2 separate regions of the Anser cygnoides genome follow, and region 1 is linked to region 2. Evidence: chromatin contacts called from public Hi-C data. All regions are on one chromosome and are shown on one strand. The core of a region is the stretch at or near the end of the contact, and the rest is flanking DNA. Distances in the headings are between cores, read along the strand shown. Region 1 overlaps LOC106031790 (a long non-coding RNA gene). Region 2 overlaps PNPLA2 (patatin like phospholipase domain containing 2).

Region 1 (5,933 bases), core at 2,980-5,479, 260 kb before region 2:
TCCAGCTGAGGTACCAGACAGAGGGAAAAAGAAGACCAGTGAGTCCTGGTTTCTTTTCTTCTTTTTTTTTTTTTTTTTTTTTAAGACAGACGCTGAGCAGAACTAGACAGATTTCCTGTACTAATTAATTAACAAAACCAAACTCTGAATTAATTAATCAACCCAAATCAATTAGCAAAACCTTCCTCTCATACCATCTCCAAAAATATTGCATTGCTTCAGATGACCCAACCGGTGACTGGGCACACTTTGTTTTTAATCCTAAAAATAACAGCATTAAGGTTGGATTAAATTCTACTAAATAAAATACTCAAGCTTCTTTTAATCAAACTATTTGAAACATTGCGGAAGATTCTGGGTGGACAGAGCAAAATCATTGGTCTCAGAGAGTATTCTAATCCACATCATGAACTTTCTCATCATGGATTTCCTTTTTGAAATAAATAAAGAATTCAGGCAGCGCCTTGCCAGGTACTCCCAAGGACCCAAGCTCCCTCAGAGAAAGATTCCTATTGACTAAATGGATTTTGCTACCAGTCGGATTTGATCAATTATAAACTGAAAATAGAAACTCACAGACATGAGATGCTCTAGAATCGCAGAAGGGAAAGGCTTTGTAATCAGAGCTTGGACGTGGAAGGTGTGTTCCACAGTTTAAGAATGCAAACAACTGCTGATGCCTTTTTTCTATTTAAAACAAACAAACAAACAAAAATACGTAAAAATGGGCGTAATTCAAAGACTGATCACTTTTAATGGGCCAGTCTCCTTGTAGAGACACAGTAGGAATGAACAATTCTATCTCCCTACACACGATAGGTAGTAGTTACTAATGTGAAGCCCTCACCTGGGAGGACAGTGGTGTGTCTGGACTTCAAATTATGCTGGCGATGGGGAGAGACGGGCTGTAAGTCAGATCTGTATAGGTCAGAGGCTGTATTTAGAAGTAGTGGTGCTCTCTACCAGTTGCAGCCTGATGTGAAACACACTGCCCCCTACAGAAAGCGTCCCGTTTGTTTCTGTGGGTGCTTAAGTCCCTAGCAAATGTTGACTTTTTGACTTTTTATGCTTTTTTGCTTGGGTTATAGCTGATTGCACAATGTCGAGAGCCTGAGTTACTTAGAAATGACACAGATTCCTCCGTGAGATGTCCCCGCCTGACCAAGAGGGACCAGGGCTGATAAGTGTCCTGTGTCCACTTCCACGCAACCCCGGGCCTCTCTGCCAAGACTGCCAGGGTAGATCAGCAAAGGTCAAATAGGGTACGAGGTCTGCTAATGGAGAAATCTGCAAGTTAGGAGCCATGCTGACTTTCCTGGCAGCGGTTTGCTGGCACGTGTGCAAGAGCTTTTGTTAGCTGTCAGCATGAGCTGAACGTCAATCATTCTCTTGGAGTCTGATCCTCAGATCACTGTACTCTGAGGGAGGTTTTTGCCCTCATCTTCACACAGCAGCAGCTCAGGTCTCTGGAAGCAGAAAACCCTACTTCTTTTTTTCTTTTTCTTTTCTTTTTTTTTTTTTTTTCTAACAAGCTCTTGCAATATTTACGCCCCTTGTGATTTTCATTTTCAAACCCTATGGAAGAGTTTGAACACTGGCACACCAGCAGTTTCTTTATGGGACAGTTCGGATCACTTCCCATGCTCTGGGTCATCTATGTCACTTTTGCTGGCAGGAGCCAGATTTCCAGGCATGGAAACCAGATGAGTTGCTAAGGGATGTCTTGCTCTCTCTGTCATTTCTGTATTCACTGATGTGCAACAGATTTATCTTTGTGTAGTTCATCTGCTTAAGTCTGAGACCATCCCACATGCACTCCTGGACAAGACATTCTCATTCTTTTTGAAAAAGTCTTCTTACTCCTTTGTCAACTAATGCTGATTTCCCTTCAATGGTGGGGAACAATTGTTAACTACATCTGTTTCTCGCAGAAATTTCAAAGCAATGTTGCGCTGCGTGATTCAAGTATGCACACGTGGTAAAACTAGATAGAATTAAAGACATTTGTGTTTATCCAGTTAAACTACTGGTTTCTTTTCCTTTGATTGCTTTTTAATATGCTGGCTGCACACTGTCTTTGTCCCTGCCACGCATCATGTCCCTCCTTCACATAATGAGAGTCAAGCTGCTGACCCTTTTCTTTACTGTCACATCTTTCCTTAAAGTATGTTTTTCCTTCCATAAGGATCCCTGAACCTCTGTTCCCACCTTTGTGAGCGAGTAAAGCTGATGCAAAGCAATACTCACATAAAATGTAGCCACCCTATAGACTGGACAGGAGGATGGAGTCCGGCCTTTCCACCATCTCTGCTTTTTGGTGCTCTCGAACCTCCATGCTTGATGCTCTTGCTATACTCAGCTTTTGTAAAAGCTGGCGTTGCTCATCTGATCCTTTTCCATTGCAAAAAGCTGTTTGCCACCATGGCAGCCTCTTTCTGAGGCTCTTGTGGGGCATTTCCTTCTGCCCCTTCATCCTCTTCAGTGATTACCTAAAATCTGCACTGGCCTCAGCCTCCACCTTACTTACAGCAAAGGTAGACTTTCCTGCAGAGCAGCCACTTGCCATCACAGGTAGAGAACCCGAGTTATACTGCTCCCTGTGAGCTAAACGTTTTTGAAGTCAGACCTTCTGTAAGATTCCTAAGTCAAGATGTCCTAATCAACATGTAGCACATTTCTTCTTTGGCCTCAGACTCTTGGCATTGCCTTTTCTACTTCCAGTCAATGTGCTTAAGCTGGGAAAATACTGAGACTGATGTGCTGTAACACCAATTAGAAATGTGTGAATCCAAGTGATTGACTGAATTTTAGCCATTGACTACGAAAACATGAGTAAGCTAACATTAATCTACAGATGTTGTATTAACACTGAGGGATTTCCCAGCCCTCATTAGCAATACACTTTGATAAGGGTAGAAAGTGTTAGCTATATTTTCCTTTCAGTAAGCTGTTTAATCATCAGAGCTTACTGGCATTGGGATTTGGGAGACTTACACGATCACAAAGTGAATTAAGAGTAATGCAATACTCTCTCTCTAGCTTCCCTGTGATATCGCAGAGAGGAAGCAATGGATTCAGGTCTGCTCTGTTCCCAAATTTAAGGGCACTGGTACATTTCAGGCACCACGTGGGGGGTGAGAACTAAGTGGGAAGGTGCTGCCTCCTTAGTCAAGACCTTCCTCGTTTCTAGGAGGAGCATTCGTATAACAGCTCTCCTGCAGTGATCAGCACGTGCCGGTGAACTTGTTACAGCATGCTGAGCAGCACATTCTTGTTGATCACTGAGGTCTGATCCAAAGCTTACTGCAGGCCGTGGGGAAGATTCTTTAGTGGCCTTTGGACTACTCTGTGGACACAAAAACACAACAACTGGTAGGTGCATGGGGGAGAGGACCCTATATTACCACCGCATTTCACCCAGAAGAGATGGCAAAAGAGATTCTACATCCCAAACTTGTACGTCCCAGGACAGTAAAATCAACATAAATCCTACCTAATAAGTAATTCAAAAGCCCTTTCTCCCCTTGTTTCTGAATCATCTGCATCCCAGCCTTTTTGAGGATCTGGGGTTATGAGACGAGAACAGCGCTCCTTCTGTGGTCATCACATGCTCACAGGGCTGCCAGCCTGCTCTAGCCCTGTTTTCCAGTCGCTCTTTTAAAGTGCTCTCTATCACTGAGCAGCTCTCATTTAAAGTTCTCAGACATGAAGTAATCCTTCTAGCATTTCTAGAGAAAATCTGACAACCATTAAACCTGTTTTACAGGTGGGTAGGCTGAGCTCCAGGCCGCCGGAGATCACAAAGCGTATTTAGGGCCAAACTGCCCGGGCTGACGCGTTCCCCCTGCAGGAGTGACCACCTAGGAGGAATATTAACCCGCTGAGTTAGAGGAGACGAGTGCCCAGGCAGAGGGGAGGGCTGGCCACACAGCCTGCTGTGACTCTGTTTATATATGTATGTATACACATGACTACGGAGTAAATAAACCTAGCTGGCCTTGTGGCTTCGATCCAGAAGTCCCTCGAATGAAGACTCAGTGTACAGTAAACCAAAACACAGCGCTCTGCCCTTTATGCTGAGCCATCAGGCAGGTGGAAATGTAAAGCTCTGCCCGGCTGCTTATTCCCGAGTCACCTTCTTCAGCGTTTGTTATTGCCCAGTGTGTTAGCATGCTGCTCGCTGGGAAATAAATGACTTAATTCACTGCAGCAGTGAGGACACTATTAAAAATTAACCCTGGCAAATGGTCCTGCATATTTTTCAGGCAGAGCCAGTCAAGGGGGAAGAGGAGAGGAGTGCTGTTGAAATCTGATTTGCAGAAAAGGCAAGTGTTGAGTTTTTATTGATATGGATAGTTCACTTTAAGAAGTGCAGTTGTTGGCTTGTGATGATCAAAATTCAGGGAGTTTAAGGCACTTTGTAAAGTTAAAAGCAGTCCAAACAGAGAAGACCCAATAGGCATATTGCAGGGAAGGTCAAAGAATGGGATAAACGTGGATTACTTTTTTGATGTGTAATATATTACCTGTTTACAGAAATAAATGAATTTATCACACGGATGTTATCACCACCTATAAGAAATGTGGTCCACAAATGAAAACTCTTCAGTTTTGGTTCACGTATGGCACCTTTTTCTCACGGCATCACACCAATAATCATATCCTATCTATAGCAGCATGCAGAGTATATTTACAGAAATGAAGGGTTTGCATTAAAAATCTGAGGGAATAGATCAGCTGACAGACAGATCCCTCATTTTCTTGGCTTCGCCTGCCCCCAGCACCCACACAGTATCCATCAAATTGTCTCAAGACAAACCCTTACAGACTGCATTTTAAGCAAGCGTAGGGCTTGGGCAGGGTGCCAGGCTTGGAGAGCAGAGAGCTTTCTGTCCGTGCGCTGACGGTGTGTGCCTTCCCACTCCCCGCCGTCTGCATGCTGCAACCCAGCGCAGGGGAGCTCAGCTTTAGGCTCAGCAAAAAATCACTTGGTGCTCCTTATTCCCTTCGTGTCAGTCAAAGAAAGGGATTTGATCTGCAGCCTGCTGCTGTTAGTGATCCAGCTGATGACACAGAAATCGCACCTCGTTCTGAGAGCAGGAAAACAAACTCCAGCCCTGTCAGTAAACCTCATTCATCTGGCTTTGGTGTAGCAGCGATCAGCATGCTCCATCCCGAGCCTATTGCTCCGTGGGGCCGCCCCGGACCCTTGAACAGCTCCATCCGTAGATGGGGTGATATCTGTAGAGAGTCTGGAGGGTAACATAAGCTGCTGTGCCAGGTGCAGTGACTGTGCAAGCAGATCTGCCCGCTGGCTGGCATGCTTCTCCCAGAAGCATCTCATAGCTGTTGATTTCACACGCCGTTCTGCGATCTGAGGGCCAAGCTGAGGTCTGCGTGTTTCTACCGAACCACCCGCCTGTGTCCATGTGGCAGAAGTATTTCAAAATGTCAGGCTTAAGCAGATACTGTGTTCCAGCAGGGAAGATGATATAAAGCTCCTGCATAAACAATGTTAAGAGTTTCCTGGTTGAAAGGTACTCAGCTATTGCTATGCCCAAGCTGGAGACTTTTCCTACTCCAAGATCTTTCCTTATCTGTGGCATTTCAATGGCCATGGTTGAAATATTCTTCAGATTAATTCCTGCTTTTTACTTATTCTCTCTTCTTTATCTCTCAGACAGAGCTTTTTCATTAGTTCCTGTCTATCTTACTCAGCCATCTGAGTCCCCAGGCACCAAATCCCTTCGGCTCCCATGTCGGGCTCTAGGGAGGGGCCATTTCACCCATGGGGAGTGTTGTGGAATAAGCAGCCCTGGTCCTCTCCTGGCCAGGACCTGGCCATGCCCCACGCCACGCAGCAGGAAGGCTTCCTGACTTATCAGCAGGGTAGGGTGGTCACAGGGACCTCTGTTTCTAAGCAGCAAAGATGT
Region 2 (5,733 bases), core at 1,168-3,667:
GCAGGAAAAGCCAAAGCTTTTCTCTCCTGTCCTGTAGCACGGATCTCTCCTCTTCCAGAGCATCTCACCCCTGGTGGCACCTCCATGGGGAGGTGGGAGCCGCCCTCGTTCGCTGGGTGTGAGTTGCCATCCTGCAAACTGGCCCTGACGAGCAAGTAAGGAGCGTGCAATGTCGTGCGTGTGGGTGCTCCTTGCACACCAAGTCCTGTTGGGAATAACAACCCCAGGAGGCCTTGTGTTAGTGGTCGTCACCTGGATGAACAAGGCAAGAGCGGGATGTGGTTCCCTTCCTGCCTACGTGCAGCAGAGGAGAAAGGCAACTTCACAGTCATGCAGCTGTTTTTGGTCCATCTTTCTCCTGCCCGTTCTCTCTCTTCTCCACTAGCTTTCTCCTGCTAGGTACTTGCTTTAAAAAAAAAAAAAAAAGCCCAGCATTGCGCTGGCCCAGGGCAAGCAGCAGGGATCCGAGCTTCACTTCCCTCTAAGGCAATGAGCAGCAATGCAACGCTAATCCTTGTATTAGGGAATTACAGGGGGGGAAAATTAGGCTAGCGGTGACTGCAGCGATTGTGCCAGGCAATAATCCTGGCTGCCTGCCTGAGCTGAGCCTTCCTATTGATTGCTCCCCAGCAGGAGCCGCGCTCTTGTCTGGTTTGTGTTGCAAGAGCAAGCGCTCCGGGCCTGCCTGCAGGAGCAAAGCGGGCGCTGGCTTGCAGGGCATCAGCTGCCTGGTGAGGCTTCGCTGTGCCGGCGCTTCCCTAATGCCGGTGCAAAGGTTCAGCTGAGGCGTAACCACGGCTGGCAGCTCTTGTGCCCGCTCTCCCAAAGCCTTTTTGCTCGTGCCCTGAACGAAGTAACCTACCTCAGACGTCCTGGGGGCTGGCACGTTGCGAAGAGGGAGGCTTGGGGCTCTGAAGCAGCTGCAGGCGGTGGGGATTCACGGCGCCGTCCTGCTGCGGGCTGCATCTGGGCTCTGCGATGCTGAGCTCCGAGAACCTGGGCCAGGAGGTGGTGTGGGACCAGCCCTTCCTGCAGCAGCTGCCTCCGGCTGCAGGAGCTGGCCCTGCTCGAAAAGCCGTCTCTTTCAGTGTCTCCACTCGCCCCACCTGTGAGGTGAGAAGAGGGGTTATTTGCCAGCCTGAAAGGGGCCTGAGGAGTTACTCCGATTTTTTTTTTTGCTACCTCTGCATCAAAAAAAGAAACAGCTTCCTTCCTGGCTGTCATCTGGAGCTGAGGCAGCCGAGCTGCTCCTTGTTCTCTGATGACAAAATAGTAGGAGAGAAGGAATGAGTGGAAACTTATAAATCATATAAATGCTCCTCACAACAAAAATGAGGGAAGTCCCAAAGAACAACCTGTTCTGGTACGTGTTTCTCAGTGTTACCAGCTTACAGGGCGATGTGCACAGATGGGAAAAGGACCAGTGCCACTGGGGGTTCTGGTGCTGCCTGCCTTCTCCCAGCCCCAAGCATTTAAGAAGGGTTTTTGTGTGTGTTAAATAGTGGCATTTATACAAATTCGGCCATGTAAGGCAGAGATTCCTCCCCCCCACGGTTTTAGGATTTCACACTGAAATGGAGGATCCGTCAGTAGCTTTGGATCACACATCACCTGGAGGCGTTTTACGGGGCAGACCACAAGTCGTTGTTCTCGCTTCATTTCCTGCTGGCATTAATCTATCCCTCGGGCCCCCTTTGACATCCCTCCAGCCTCGCTGATGGGATGAGGACGCCCCGGGTCAGGTTCCTGTTCCCTTGGGGCAAGGGGTGGAAACCAGGCTGCTTCAGCATGAGCACGGGAGGAGGAGCAGGAGCCCAGCCGGGCGGTGGGGATCTTTCCTGGGCTGAGGTCGGCGCCCCCAAGGCCTGGAGGCGTCCCTGGATCACCTGCACGCTGCTATCTGCTGTTGGCCCTTCTGGCGAGTGAATGGGTGCTGAGGAAATGTCCAATAAAGCGCTCTGGGTTAATTATTTTCTAGCTGTCAGCCTGCAGACTTTTCTTTCGATGTCCCTTGTTTACAGCTCAATGTTTTTAGGCTGGTGGCGGGACTGGGCTGTACCCTCTCCGGGGAGAGGCTGGGCAGGAAAAGCGCTTGCGTCGCTTGCTCTCAGTGCGGAGGCAGGCGCAGGAGCTGTGCGTGCTGAGCTGGAGCAGCCTGGGGGTCTGTGCTCGGGAGGGACGTGGGGCAGCTCTCCTGAAACCTGTGCTCGTCACGAGGGGCTGGCTTTTCGCTCCTCCACGGCACCGCTCCAGCTGAAGCAGCAGCAGACAGGCAGCCAGACTGCCTTGAGGGAGGTAACACCGGTAAATTCCTTCTGATTCCCGAATTTGGGTCTGAACAGGGACCTACTGACGGGAAACACGAGAGCTCCACTGATGCTCAGCTCTGGGAGCAAAATGCAAAGATCCCAGCTGGGGGCTCTTGCAGGGAGCATCTACCCCACGAACCTCGCTCTGAGCAGGTGGTGCTGGAGGGGTGTCAAAAGCACCTGCGCTTCTTTCTGCTGGTTGTCTGCCTTTCAGAGCTGTCCCTGCATCCATCCTGCCGCTGTCCCCTGTCCCCCCTCCCCATCTGGGTGCCTTTTCTGGAGCCCGCGCCCTGTTTACCACCCAGGGAGCGGGAATGTCCCTGGCGCAGGGGGTGATCTTTGTGCCGATGTGGAGCTCTTCCAGGGGGAGCTGTGGTGTCACGGGAGCCGCAGTCACGGGAGCTGCCGGCTGGAATGCGCAGCGTGCCCCCTCCCTCTTCGGCCTGCGCTGCTCCTATTTTTGTGCCTGTCTTAAGCTCTTTTTTTCCACTTGAAATACTTCATGGGTCAGCCGTCCTGCTGGCTGCGGGATGGTTACCAGGGTGGGCAACAGGCGAGCGCTGAGGTGCCCTTGGTGCGAAACACAGAGGTCAGGAGAGGCCCGGGGCTGCCTGTCCTGCCCCAGCAGGTGTGTTGGGCACGACCGATGGGCGCAAGAGCTAATTCTTTAAGGAAACCAGTCTCACCAGGACGATACACTCATGTAAAGCTGGCTTGGCGTAGCTTAAAAATGAACTGGGATCCTGCAGCTGCATACAGGGCTCTTCCCCTGGGCAGCCATCCACTGCCCCTTGTGGCTGCTGCAGAGGGATCCCAGGCCAGAGGTGGCCCAGGTGGCCTCCCCCGTGCCACGTGAAATATTTCTCATTGATACAGGTTGTGTTTGTTTAGAGGGATAATGGTTTAGTTAAGTCTGTATGGGGAGAAGCATTTGGTGGGGGAAAAGAGCTGATACCAGCTGTGGGAGGTTGGCAGTACTCCTTGTGATGTACCCCAAGAGAGGAAAATAAACGTTGTGGTTTTCCCCGTGACCCTGTGCTCTGAATCATCAGATCCATCAAAAAACAAACTTTTCTGTGGACTGGAGTTGGCACAGGATTACCCCGGCAGGGGCAGACAGTTTGTGGCTGACTCCTGCAGGATTTTTCTCTCTACCACCTCTCTCATTCAGCTGCTCCCTCTGGCAGACTCCTTTAAGTCCCATCACTACCAGAAAAGCTATTCCAGGAAAAACCAGCTCAAATTCTGTTCGCTCTCTCACCTCTCCTTTCTCCTCCCGAACTTATTTCCAGGAGGGCTTGCCATCTGTCATGGATCTAGCTGCGTAAACCTGACTCCTCTGGCTGAACCCTCAGCTGGCCTTATTTCCAGGAAAGCCGGTGGCGCTGCAGATCGCCCTGTGCCTTCCTCGTCCCACGGAGCTCCTCTGTACTCGGTTTCGGTGCAAGCGAGCCAACAAGTCCAACAAGATCAGAGGTGCCCTCAAACTGAAATACCTGAGAAGCTGCTTTTGCACAATCTGTTTATATGCACACATTTAAAACAAACAAACAAACAACAAAAAAAAATTCAAAAAATCCAATTGCTAATTATCAATAACTCTTATTTTGTCCCCAGTTCTCCCATGTCCCCCTGTCCTGCTTGGCTGGGTAACGACGACAGAGAAGCAGCTGGAGCCCAAGTCCCTCCTCAGATGCCAAGACAGTCTGTTTCCTGGCATATTTGGGACTTTGTTTTCCCTAAGCAACTCCCAGCTCAGACTTTTTGCTCAGACGTTAGTCATAAGCTCTGTATAACTGCAGTTGTTCCCAGTGTCGCTGTCGCATCTCTGCACGCTGAGGTGCCAAGTCTGAAGGCAAGCTTCTCTAAGCGCCATCCCTGAGCCGCCCTCCCCAGCATGGCCCTGTGAGTGGGGTGTCCCCGTGGCTCAGGCTCCCACCCTATTTATTACTGGGGTTTCAGCAAGGCCAGCAGCTCTGTGACGCACTCCGTGCAGTGGGGCTTCCAGGGCTCGTGTGGCCAAGGTGCTGGAGTGGGCTCCATCCAGTTTTGGGCTCTGCTGCAGGTTCTTTGTGTGTATTTCTTCCTCTCGTTAGGCACAAAGGTGTCTTAGGCACGGAGTGCTAACAAGTTGTCATTTCTGGCTGTTGTCCTTCGTGTTGGGAAGGATGTTGAACCGTGCAGCTACTATCTGGAACAGGCTGGGCTCAGTGGCTTACGGCTAATTGAGTAAGTAAGATCAGAATTAGGCTGCTAAACATTGCTTTAGGAAAGAGCAGAAGACTGGGATTATAGGGCTAAAAATTGCTTCGGAGAGGGGAACTTGGATTTTCCGCTGAGTTGCTACCTCACAGTACCCAAATCCTGACCCCAGAGCCTCTGGTCGTGGTCAAGGGTCTCATTTAGTGCTCGCTCGAGCTGCTGGTGTTGCTGGCTTTCGTGCGCACACAGTCGCGTTAACAGGCTGCCTTAGTGGAAAACATGTTGCTGGCACACGTGTATTGCAAAAGAATGGGATGTGTCAACACCCGCAGTGCGCTGGGGGTGGTGTTTCCCTTATCTCTGTTAACCTGAGTCTAACTCGGCTGCCTCCTTTCTGCAGTCACAGGGCTGAGAGGGACAGGGAGCAAACCAGAGGGATTTCAAGTTGGCTGGCACTGACAGCAGCTTTCATCTTTGCCCAAAAACCAAACTGCAGCTTGGGGAGAAGATTTAATTGGTGAAAGCGTGGCTGTTTCCCCCAGTTCCTTTAATTCTTGCCTGGATACTTTCCTCACCCGTGTGTTCCCTGTGTCTCTGGGATTGCAGCGACTGGCGGGTGCTCAGAGGAGTCACTGCCCCGTGTCTCACCACGGCTTGGGCTGCGTGTGGAAGCAGCAGTCAGGGTGCGCAAAGGGCAGCGTGTTGGGCACGGAGGGTTTGGCTTGGGGTGAGGTTTTTGTTTTGTTTTCTCCCTTCCCTCCTTTCCCACCACGGAGCCCTGATGCTCTTGCCAGGCTGGGCTCCTAGTGACCGTGAGATACTGGGCTTAGCAGGCGTACAGATGTCCCTTTTGTGCTGAGGGGGTGTCTTCTCCCCTCCAAACCCAGCTGGGTCACTGTGTGGAAGTGTAAAGCAGGCGTGCTTCTGGGAATCCTTGCCATCGGGGCCTGGTTTAGTGCTCGGGAGTCGGACACGGGCGGGATGGACACCAAAGCCTCACCAGGGGGCTCGAAGTCCACCCCTGTCCATAGTGTCTGTTTTGCTACCTGAGACATGAGTGATGCTACCAGCAGAGCTGTGATGATCAGCTGGAAAGCAGTGAGATTCCTGTTTTCTGGTGCTTTTGCTTATGGGCAAATGTCTATTGAAATGAAAATACCTGTTTTCTGTCACTGTCTTTTCAACAGTCCTTCACAGGCCACTCAAGCAGGGCCTCCTGAGA

Evidence for each region. Hi-C and Micro-C count contacts between places; a contact is called where the count stands out from the background.
Region 1: a Hi-C map of liver shows a contact between it and region 2, with 1.7 times the contacts expected there. The contact joins two enhancer-like sites. A contact is called at or near these places in 2 of 7 Hi-C or Micro-C datasets (both in liver).

Annotation. Positions count from the first base shown.
Region 1 is chr5:20,701,592-20,707,524 of Taihu_goose_T2T_genome, reverse strand. It overlaps LOC106031790 (a long non-coding RNA gene), which reads left to right. Exons shown (of 5, transcript XR_001204461.3): 4 at 1-38. Among named protein-coding and RNA genes, the nearest start is that of HRAS, 6.5 kb to the left of the region's middle. Within about 2 kb of position 4,229, at least 3 of the 3 cell types and tissues checked have open chromatin away from gene starts, as enhancers often do. A contact at or near this core is called in liver, where this site is marked.
Region 2 is chr5:20,442,030-20,447,762 of Taihu_goose_T2T_genome, reverse strand. All of the region lies in intron 1 of PNPLA2 (patatin like phospholipase domain containing 2), which reads left to right. Among named protein-coding and RNA genes, the nearest start is that of PNPLA2, 8.9 kb to the left of the region's middle. Within about 2 kb of position 2,417, at least 2 of the 3 cell types and tissues checked have open chromatin away from gene starts, as enhancers often do. A contact at or near this core is called in liver, where this site is marked.